Regions from separate parts of the Rattus norvegicus genome. Here region 2 is linked to region 1. A link is a contact called in public HiChIP or PLAC-seq data. All regions are on one chromosome and are shown on one strand. Each heading gives the region's core, a stretch centred on a gene start, on an enhancer-like site or on the middle of the called end of the contact. The rest is flanking DNA. Distances are from core to core; before and after follow the strand shown. Region 1 holds the start of Hnrnpa3 (heterogeneous nuclear ribonucleoprotein A3). Region 2 holds the start of Agps (alkylglycerone phosphate synthase).

The links. HiChIP or PLAC-seq counts read pairs in DNA pulled down with a chosen protein or histone mark.
Region 2: an H3K27ac HiChIP or PLAC-seq map of oligodendrocytes shows a contact between it and region 1, with 5 times the contacts expected there. The contact joins the promoter of Agps here to the promoter of Hnrnpa3 in region 1. A contact is called at or near these places in 2 of 12 Hi-C or Micro-C datasets (the A7r5 cell line and mammary epithelial cells) and 1 of 1 datasets of contacts at active chromatin or transcription factors (oligodendrocytes).

What each region holds. Positions count from the first base shown.
Region 1 is chr3:80,984,092-80,989,067 of GRCr8, forward strand. It overlaps Hnrnpa3 (heterogeneous nuclear ribonucleoprotein A3), which reads left to right and starts at 1,843. Exons shown (of 11, transcript NM_001111294.1): 1 at 1,843-1,994; 2 at 4,166-4,288; 3 at 4,368-4,514; 4 at 4,593-4,803. The coding sequence starts at 1,923.
Region 2 is chr3:81,150,929-81,156,245 of GRCr8, forward strand. It overlaps Agps (alkylglycerone phosphate synthase), which reads left to right and starts at 3,671. Exons shown (of 20, transcript NM_053350.2): 1 at 3,671-3,983. The coding sequence starts at 3,688. LOC134486388 (a long non-coding RNA gene) reads right to left here and starts at 3,672. Exons shown (of 3, transcript XR_010065235.1): 1 at 3,516-3,672.

The DNA of each region.
Region 1 (4,976 bases), core at 593-3,092:
AGAGATCCTTCTGCATCTGCTTCCTGATTGCTGTGACTAAAGTCCTGAGGCACCACATGTGGCTGCCCTGGTTCTTTTGAAATTCCCAACCTCCATTCCCCAAGCACTGTGAGTTTGAGGGATTAGAAGGTGTGTCACCCGTCCAGTGTGCAGAGATGAGGATCCAGGCTAAGGCCTCACGATTGAGTGTTGGAATTAAAGGTGTGTGCCACCATCTGAATCCATTTCTAATCTTTCACAGGAAGGAACAGTTAAACTACAAAGGAATTTGTTACACAGAATGTTAAAATATGCAATTTGTTTCAGGAAAAGACTTTGTCAATTGTGCCTCCCCCCCCCCCCGCCCCAATACTTTTAAATAGAGATCTGCAAATTTTTTTCTTTCCTTTTGAGACAGGGTCTCACTATATATACACTGGCTCCCTGAAACTCCACGTAGGGCCAGAGACACATCAGCCTCTTTCTTCAGAGTAGGCTAGAGGTGTCCCATACTATGCCTGGCAAATCTGTAAATTGTTAATCTACAGTTGTGGTGAGAAGGCTAGGCTGATTCCACGACAGGCTTCAAATTAGCAGTTAAGGAACTAGGCCTAAAATCCCAGGCTTCAGCTAGTCAGAAACTGCCCCACCACCTGGCCTGAAACAAGGACAATGGGTCAATAGTTTCCAGCCAGCCCCCACGCCCCAGTAATGGAATGTTCTTAGAGATAGCAGTAGAACACAGCCCACCTACCCCCGGATTCCTCAGCAACAGTTTCCAGCCACCACACCCCGGCAACGGTTCTGGAATACCTAGAGAAAGACAACCACCAACCCCGGGATTCCACTAAGGTGCTTTAAACTGAGCCTGCGAACTTATTTCCGGCTCTATCTTGGTAATGGGAAACTCCAGCATGCTAGACGTCTACAGAATAAAACATTTTGCGTTTACATGAGTCCGGGGGGTGTCATTCTTCAGCGAACCATGGCCCCTTACAGTGGGTGTTTCGAGATCACCTAATCCTATGTTCACTTTTACTTGAGCAACTAAAGTCCAAATGATTCCGAATCCCTTTGCCAGGCAGAAAAAGGATTCGACTTATTTCATTCACATGCTGCACAGTAAAACTTGAAACAGATGACCACATTAAATAAGGAACAAATATCTAGTCAACAGGTAGGTAGCCTATATGGCCAGAAGCCTTTTAGAAACTTTGGAAATGGTCCCATTCTCTAGATTCTGTACCCAAAACAAGTGGTTCTGCTTCTTCCTCGCAGACTATCTTAATCTTTTAAATAAGCAAGTTGCCTAAGGTGAAATCTTATTAACTCAGCCGCATTTTGCGGTCTGTGAGAAGTGCAAGACTGAAACTTGCAGTGTGGGTCTCCCAAGCTGGCGGAGCCATATTTTCCACACCTCGGCTTCCGATATTTGGGCACCCGCGAGGAAGGCGAAGGGGTCAATCGACTTTCTTACAACCTTAAGTCTCAAGTAAGAAAAGCGTGACTTTAAATCTGGCACTGGAGTGGGGCGAACTCGGAAATAGAGACCCAGAAGAGCGCGGGGGAGGGGCGAGAGGCGCTGGAAGAAAGGGAAAGGCCTTTCTCTAAGCTGACGCGCGGTCACGCGGCTTTCTCCCGACGTGGGCACTCGCTATTGGTCAAGCTGCAGCTGACGTAAGCGTAGCTGCCGGGCGCGAACCGCGGCGAGGGCGGCGCTGCGTTGGAAGTTGGCGAGGCGCGCGCGCTCCCGTTGGCGGCCCAATCCCTGCTCTCCACTCTCGGCCCGCCAACCCACTGGTCCAGTCGCGCTCCGCTTTGGCGTGACCCCGCCCCCGATGGGCGGGCGGCGCGCGGATAGAACATCACGTGGTTACTAGCCCCGCCTCTTCCTCTCGGTCCCATATTGAACTCGAGTTGGAAGAGGCGAGTCCGGTCTCAAAATGGAGGTAAAACCGCCGCCCGGTCGCCCCCAGCCTGACTCCGGCCGTCGCCGCCGCCGCCGGGGGGAGGAGGTATTAGGGGGAGAGCGGGGGGTTGCTGGGTAGTTGCCGGCTTGGGGGGGCTTTGGCTCGATGGGAGCGGGGAGGCCGGGGGAAACCGGGACGATCGTCCCGCGCTTTGCTCTGAGGGCGGTGGGAGGGGGAGGGGAGCGGGCCGAGTGGCCTCATCCAGGCCCTCCTTCGCCCTGGTCCTCTCGGCCGGCCGCACCAGCAGCCCTCGAAGACGCGGCGCGGCCGGGGAGTAGGTCTGCGGCCCGGCGAGGAGCCCTCGGGCTGTGGGGCCTGACTGGCGAGGCCGCGGGCGGCATGGCGGGCCTCCGCGGGAGCGGTTGGGAGGAGGAGGTGGGGGAGGGGAGGAGCACATCCGGGCGAGCGAGCAGGCGGGCGGCGGCCACATTGACATTGATCTGCCGCCGCGTTACGAAATGGCGCATTGGCCCGCAATGGCCGCCGCCTGGCTACGCCGCCAAGAAGGAGTGCGCGGGATTGGAGGGAACGGCGGGAGGCGGCCGGGCAGAAAATGCCGCAGATGGCCTCCAGGCTCCGGGCGCGGTGCTTTCCGCTGGGGTGCTGCCGGCGCGGATCTATCTAGGCCTTGGCGGGCCTTCTGGGTGATGACAATCCGCGCAATATTCTGGCCGGATTTTCTCAGCGCTCATTTGGGGATACATTACTGAAAAGCTTGCTGCTTTAAGGTGCTTCCTAACCCGCTGCTTGTGCTCAAGGATTTGGAATGGAGTATTTACAGCGTCCTACGGTTGAAGTCTTAACCATTTCGGGGTTTTGAGTGTAGTTGTTTATTTGGAACTTATTTATCTAATTTCTCATATTTCGGATTGGCCCGGGTTATGGTTTACTGGATTTTGGTTTTAGAGAACTGCGATCACACTCGAACATAACCACGATTACGTGAATTTTGTGTGTATAGAGATGTTGTTTTTTGTGTATTGTCAAATTCATTTATCCGAGGCTTGAATAAATGGGACTAAGTGAATTATTTGGGTAGTTGATCATTTAACGGGTTTCTGGTATGTGGCTGTTTTTATTATATTGAATGTCCTAACATTTCTGTTTCTAGAGAATGGAAGATGTTTTAAATGTGTAAATGTGAGCCCCCGTAAGGACTTGTGTTGAATTGTCTTAATGCGTTCATTAAAAGCGTTCACGCGAAAGTAAAACCTTCAAAAGAAAGTCACAGTGTAGATTATTTCCTAAGTCAGTTACGGTTTTGTTCCTAATTCCTCTGGTCAGGCAGCATGTACTATGCCTTGTAAATCCAAGTTTACGTAGTTGTGAATATAGGAATCGCATTCGAAGTCACTTAAAACCATTCGACGGAAATGGGTATAACCAAGGTAAATTGATTACAGATAGCTAAGTAGTGGAACTACGTGTGAATGTTGCGTGCCCACCTGTTATCCTAGTATTTGAAAGGCTAAGTAAGGTAGGACTGCCTCAAGTTCCAGGCTAGCTTAGCCTGCCCTTATCTTGAGCCTGCCTCAAAACTCACCCACCCACACCCTTAGTCCCTACAAGGTATTATTATGGGATTGTTTTTACGTCTTGGCTGTGTTCTGTTTTGTTCTTTGTGGGATATGCCTATTTTGCGTAGGAATGTCTTAATAACTGACTGGCTGGAAATGTGAATTTCTTTTAATTTGCCATTGTAAGCTTAAGTTGCATTTTATGGATCATGTTTTAAAATTATGGGTTTGTTGGTGTTGCAGACTGAGGACAGTGGAAATGGCATGGGTTGAATGAATAATGCTGAGTCTTTGGGGTTAATTTTTCTAGTGAATGACTTGTTACAAACATCTGAACTATTCTAGACTTTTAGTTGTAGCTTTAAAAAATTAGTTTTGAAGAAGTCTGGGACCGTTTGGGGTTCAGTTTAGTTATACTTTAAAGTGACCCCGATACCATTTTTAGAGGGTTTTGTTTGTTTTTAAGACAACCTACTCACCTCATACTAGACAACCTCATACTGGCCTTAAAAAATTGGATATGTAGTCCAGGCCAGTCTCTGTCTCCCAAACGCTGAAGTTAACTGGTGTGTATTATCATGCCCAGCGTGGAGCAGATTTTTTTTAATTGGATGGAATGTTGTTACGGGTTTTGAGACACCTATAACTTAAAGTTCATTTTCTCCAAGAAAAAAAATAACTATCAATCTTTTTCCTCAGGGCCACGATCCAAAGGAACCAGAGCAGCTGAGGAAGCTGTTTATTGGTGGTCTGAGCTTTGAAACCACAGATGATAGCTTAAGAGAACATTTTGAGAAATGGGGCACACTTACAGATTGTGTGGTGAGTTCTTGGGGTAAAAATGATCTTAGAAAGGGATGGAGACCTATAGGATTATTTAATACTTTGAACTATTTTATAGGTAATGAGAGATCCTCAAACAAAACGTTCCAGAGGCTTTGGTTTTGTGACCTACTCTTGTGTCGAAGAGGTGGATGCTGCAATGTGTGCTCGGCCACACAAGGTTGATGGACGTGTGGTGGAACCAAAGAGAGCTGTTTCTAGAGAGGTATTTTAATAACATGTTGTATAATACTTGGAACTGTTTCAGTTTGGTTTTTTTGACTTAAATTTATTTTATTTGTAGGATTCTGTAAAGCCTGGTGCCCATTTAACAGTGAAGAAGATTTTTGTTGGTGGTATTAAAGAGGATACAGAAGAATATAATCTGAGAGACTACTTTGAAAAGTATGGCAAGATTGAAACCATAGAAGTTATGGAAGATAGGCAGAGTGGGAAAAAGAGAGGATTTGCTTTTGTAACTTTTGATGATCATGACACAGTTGATAAAATTGTTGGTAAGTAACAATTTATTAACTTGTTAGTAATTTTTGAAAGGAAATAAATTTAGTTTTCATAAAACATTGAGGTCAGTAGCTCTCAATCTTCCTAGTGATGTGACTCCTAATATATATCTTTCCTCATGTTGTGACTCCTGACCATAAAATTATTTTCATTGCTACTTCATAAC
Region 2 (5,317 bases), core at 2,421-4,920, 170 kb after region 1:
CACAAATACATTAGCTTTCTGTGATGGTGTACTACTGGATGAGGTCGCCATGAGGCACAACATGACCGTTTAAATTTAAATGAATTGAGATGTAAAAACTGGAAGTTGGACTTTGATGGTACCTGCCTACAATCCCATATTTTAGGGGGTGGAGGACAGAGAACTAGAGGTAGAAGGTCATCCTTGACTACACAGCAAGTTTGAAGCCAGTCTGGGCTACACAAGAACCTGTCTCAACAAAACACAGCAACCCAACACAAAAAAGTGCCACTTATGTCCCCATAACTCCTCATTGGTTTCAGTCATGCTAGTCACATTTTAAGTGCTGAGAACAGCAATTTGGTTGTCAAGGATTGGAAAACTTTAGCTATAGAGCAGTCCCCCCATTGTGGAAGTACTGTTAGGGGCACCCTCTCCAGAGGCACCCCCACCAGACAGCTGGCAACCTCAAGCCTTGAGGGCAGAAGAACTGCAAACAAGCTCCAAAGAAACAGAAACCCCATCTGAGCAAAATTCCCTAGATGAAGGAAGCACTAGGCCAGGTAACTGGGCATAGACAGGAACAGATTTTCTTCTAAATTCCCCCCTGCAGAGACAGGGTAGGGGACGTGGCAGATTTGATGGTGGACTTTTAGAAATGTTTGGTTGGCCCAGGGTTCTTATCTTTTCTCACCCGGTTTGAAAGCTCTTCCCTGATTGGTCTCATTTCCTCGTCTTCTCTGCAAACCCAAGTTCTGCCAATCAGAGTCTACTTGGTACCCTATAAATTCAGACTAAAGCCTATAGAAGGCAGACACTCCTGTTCTTTTCAGGGGATGAGGCCTGAACGAAGAGTTCATAATCCAGTTCCCAGGCAGCTCGCTCAGGAGAGAAGACCTTTAAGAGTCACTGGAGAGATATTGGTCCCTGGTACTCAACCAGTGGCTACAGGAAGTAGGAGTTGGGGAAGACCTATTTGTCCTCAGCCTCTGAGACACTGCAGATGAGATGAGACTCAAACCGGCTGCTTCCAGCCTCCGAAAGCTGTAACACTCCCCAAGGTTGTCAGTAGAGGGCCACAGGCTTTTAATCCTAACACTGTAGCACAGACACAGGCAGGTGGATCTTGTGAATTGGAGGACATCTTCATCTTATCCTGAGTTGTAGGTCAGCCACGGCTGACCCCTCAAGCCAAAGCAAGCAAGCAAGCAAGCCAGCCAGCCAGCCAGCCAGCCAGCCAGTGAGCGAGCGAGCAAAAAGCAAACAAAACCTCCAAACAAACCACAAAACATTTCTCAGAGCTTCTATGGCTCCAAGATAGTATCCTCCTGTGGACAAGAGTTCAAACTTATCTTATTTAAATCCTGTTTTATCCGGTTTAAAGTTGTTAATCATGATGAATTGATAATAAAGTACCTCCTATTTACGTTCTGACGTCTGTGGATACCATTCTTGGAGGAGGGTAACAAAGAACCAGGTTGAAGACCTGGCTTCCGCTGATCACTGAAGCGCAATTGCAGGAGGCAACCAAACATGAATTGCTAGCTAGAGCACTTTCCTCTGTAGCTCTAGTCTCTTTCCCTAGATTCAAAAATTTGAGCTCCTTATATAAACTGAAGTGTATGTTTCTGTTACAGTATGACTTCTGCCTTCACAAAGTCTTTGGCTCTTTTGCAGGAAAAGAAACGCATAAATAAGAATTAAATGAAGACATACATCGAAAGTGAACAGACATGCTTAGGGAAACAATGCACGCGGAGAGAAAGGCGTGGGGGAAGTGCCAGCTGTACGGAGGCAAAGCCGCAGTAAAAGAACCCGAGGTTGGTGGAACAAAATGGCGGTGAGGCCACTGGAAGAAGGAAGCACGGAAGGAGGCAGATGAGGACAGAGCTTCTGTTTCATTTAAGGAAGCACAGGCGAATGAATACGCTCTTGCAAGAGCAAAGGATAATCTACATTAGAGGCTATAGAACATCGAGACTCAATAACTGATAAATCAAAACCAACGTTGCTATTTTTCTGTGCAGCGATGTCACTGGTGACATCTGAGTTTGTTTGATGAAGATAACGGAAGTAAAATATGAGGAAGTGGGAGCAATGACTGGATGAATGGAGGGGACGTCGGTTAGGAAAAACCCTTAGCTCTTTAATTCTTGGCCTGAGTCATCTCTACCTCCTCTGGTGACTTTTATCAAGCTAATGAATATGGTTGTGTCTTTTTGTTCAGCTGGTGCAAGGAAGACAAAATGTTTGAGATTATGTGCACTGTACTGGAAGGTGAACTGAGGTTTAATTTTTTTTTTTGAAGTAAGATCTACTTCTCTAGATCCTTGCCAAAGGATCTCTTTCCTCTGTTATCAAATGCTCAGGAATGTATATCTGCTTTCTTGGTCATCCACCGAATCCCAGTCACACCCAGCAGGAGCAGATTTGCCCTGGTGGGATGATGTACACTGACGCTGAAACAGGGTTCATGAACTTAAAAGTCAGAAGAGCAAAGGGAATTCAACAGAGACCTGAGGTAGTTCCACAAAAATAGATATTACTAGGCCTTTGTAGCTTTTATATCATCTGAAAATCAAGTATAAAAAGATGCTAAGCCACCCAAATAGAGTGTCTTCATCAAACCCCTCTATTCAGGGCTCAGGGATCTACCCAGAAAAGGAGAAAAGATTGTTAAGAGCTGGAGGTGATGGATGACTCCAAAGAAAGTGTCTTCCGGATACAACAGAACTAATTCACATAGGAACTTACAGGAATTGTGACAGCATGCAAAGGACCTACAGAGAATCAAGCCAGATGGAGTCCTAGAGTTGAGAGAGTGAAGTGGACACAGCGTCCCACCTTTAACCCAGAAGCTATCTGAAACTGGTACCCATCATGAGCAAAAGAAAATTACTTTTCTCCAGTGGAGTCTCACTAGGTATAATAACTACACTTTAAACAAAACAAACTCAATAGTATTTTTGCAGACAACACCTTTTCAAGTAAACAAACAACAACAACAGCAGCAGCAGCAGCAGCAGCAGCAGCAGCAGCAGCAGCAAGAAACCCCAAAACAACCATTAGCTTGAAGGCTGTATAAAAAACACATCTCCAAGTGGGCAAGATGGCTTGGTAGGTAAAGGTACTTGCCACGAAGTTTAACGACCGGAGTTTGATGCCCTGGATCCACATGGTGGAAGGAGTCTACTGGAAGTTGTCCTCTGACCTCCACGAGAGTGCTGAGCGCAGTGTTAGACACTAAGTAGGTGATGAGAAGCGAGACTGATGGGATACTGGCTCTATCGCTTAAAGGATCGGTTTTTGACCTAGCAGGGGAAGTAGGGTTGTTCACTAGGCTTGGCTCCATTGCCAGATCAGCAGCACCACAACTACAATTCAGGTTCTTAGGCATCTGTCCCAGAAAATAGCCTCCAGGCGCTCGGGCCACATCCAAGGACGCCACACCCATAGGTTTGGCCATTGCGGGTGTGCTGTGTAGTTTGGCTCTCCTCCTGTCCCTTTGGGCCAATCTTGGATCCTCTGGAACTCACCTGCTCTGCAGGTACGCCAAGCCGAGGCGCGGCGAGGCGCGGCGGCGGGAGTGGCCGAGGCGGGGAGGGGCGGGGCGAGACTGCTGTGGGCGGGGACAGAGCCCGTTGAAGCTCCAGGCGCAAGGCCCCTGCCGCCAGTCGCCGCGGTGACTGCCGGGATGCGCTGCAGCGAATGGTCGCGCGGGGCGCCGCTCTGAGTGACCTTTCACCCGCGCCCAGCGGCCTCGGGCGGCAGCACAAGGCGGAAGCCATGGCGGAGGCGGCGGGAGAGGCGGGCGCGAGCGAGCGGGACCCAGACGCGGTCCGCGCGCGTCGGCGGCTGCGGGTTCTGTCGGGCCATCTGCTGGGCCGGCCCCAGGAGGCTCCAAGTACCAATGAGTGCAAAGCGCGGAGAGCCGCGTCGGCGGCCGGGGCGTCGCCCGCTGCTTCTCCCGCCGCGCCGGAGTCGGGCACCATCCCCAAGAAGCGGTGAGTAGCGGCCCGGGAAGCAGCTGGCGGTGGGAGGCCACGTGCGGCCTGGGCTGAGGGAGAGGAGAGCACGGGAGTGGGCAGGGAGTTGCCACGGTGGGCGGAAGGCATTCCGGTCCCTGCGAGTACATCAGCTTGCAAGTGACCAGCCTGGGAGTGGACCTGACACACAGGACTCTGTCGGGAAGGGGCGGGATGGCTTGGCCGGATTTTGGTCTCTTTTTGAAGGAAACACATTTCATGACCTCATGGGGAGAAGGTTTAAGTGGATCTCCTCTCTCGTTTTTTGATGATAGAAACTCATTCTCTATTTTGGAACGGGTAGCAGGAGGGTTCTTAATCTACGAGGAAGAGGTGTAAATTTGCACTAGATAATCAGATTTCTGGAAATTCTATAAAGCCTGGGTGCGGGCAGGCTGGGGTGGGGATCATTGGCACTCTGGAGAAAGGTGTTGAGTGGTTTCTGTAGGGTAGGTTACCACTTCCTTATGGTCGTGGGTTCTAACTTTAAGGGAGGAAACCAGTGAGTGAGTGAGATGCAGTAAGTAGACTGCAAGCATTAGTGACTTAAGACTTTGGTATTCCAGCTACTGATCCCGTAAGAAGCTAAAAGACAGGAGTCTGAACGAAGAATGTTTGTAAAATCTTAAGACCATTGGAGGAGAATCTCTTATGTCTGATGGAAGCTGTGGAGAAATGGTGTTTTCTGAGATTATCAGTTTGGAAAAACTTGGAGAATGAAAAAAAAAGATTTTGCTTACTTGAATGTGTACTTTCAAAGTGCTGGAGATGGGGCTAAATCCATTATTTTTAAGATTCTAAGCTATTAGGTAGGTGCAGAATCTTCCCTTTTACAGATGAAGAAATTAGAAAACTTTAAGACGTGTGCTGCATGTAGCAGATACCAGTGTTACAGTTTACACATCAAAAGCAAACCACATGGACGTTTATTAATTCAACCCATGTAAGTTCTTACTGCATACACACTGTACCAGAAATGCAGGGATTCTGAAATGTGCTATTCACTGTAGGGCACTAAAGTAATACAGTATAAGAAATTTAGCTGATGATTGAAACTCATGGTTTTTGAGTATATGTATTTGTTAGAATAAAGGCTTTAATAAGCCACAGTTTTCTGTGTAAATCTTGACATTTGTAATGAAAACAGCCTACCAGAGGGGGAGAATGTTCATGGTAGACAAGCAGAATGGTGACAGGTATAGAAAGTGCAGGAGTAGAAACTGCCTGACTCAAGTGTACCAGAAACTGTGAGAATGACATGGGATGAGGGCTCTAGAGGGGAAACGACGTCAGACTGACTTTTCAGAAAGGAC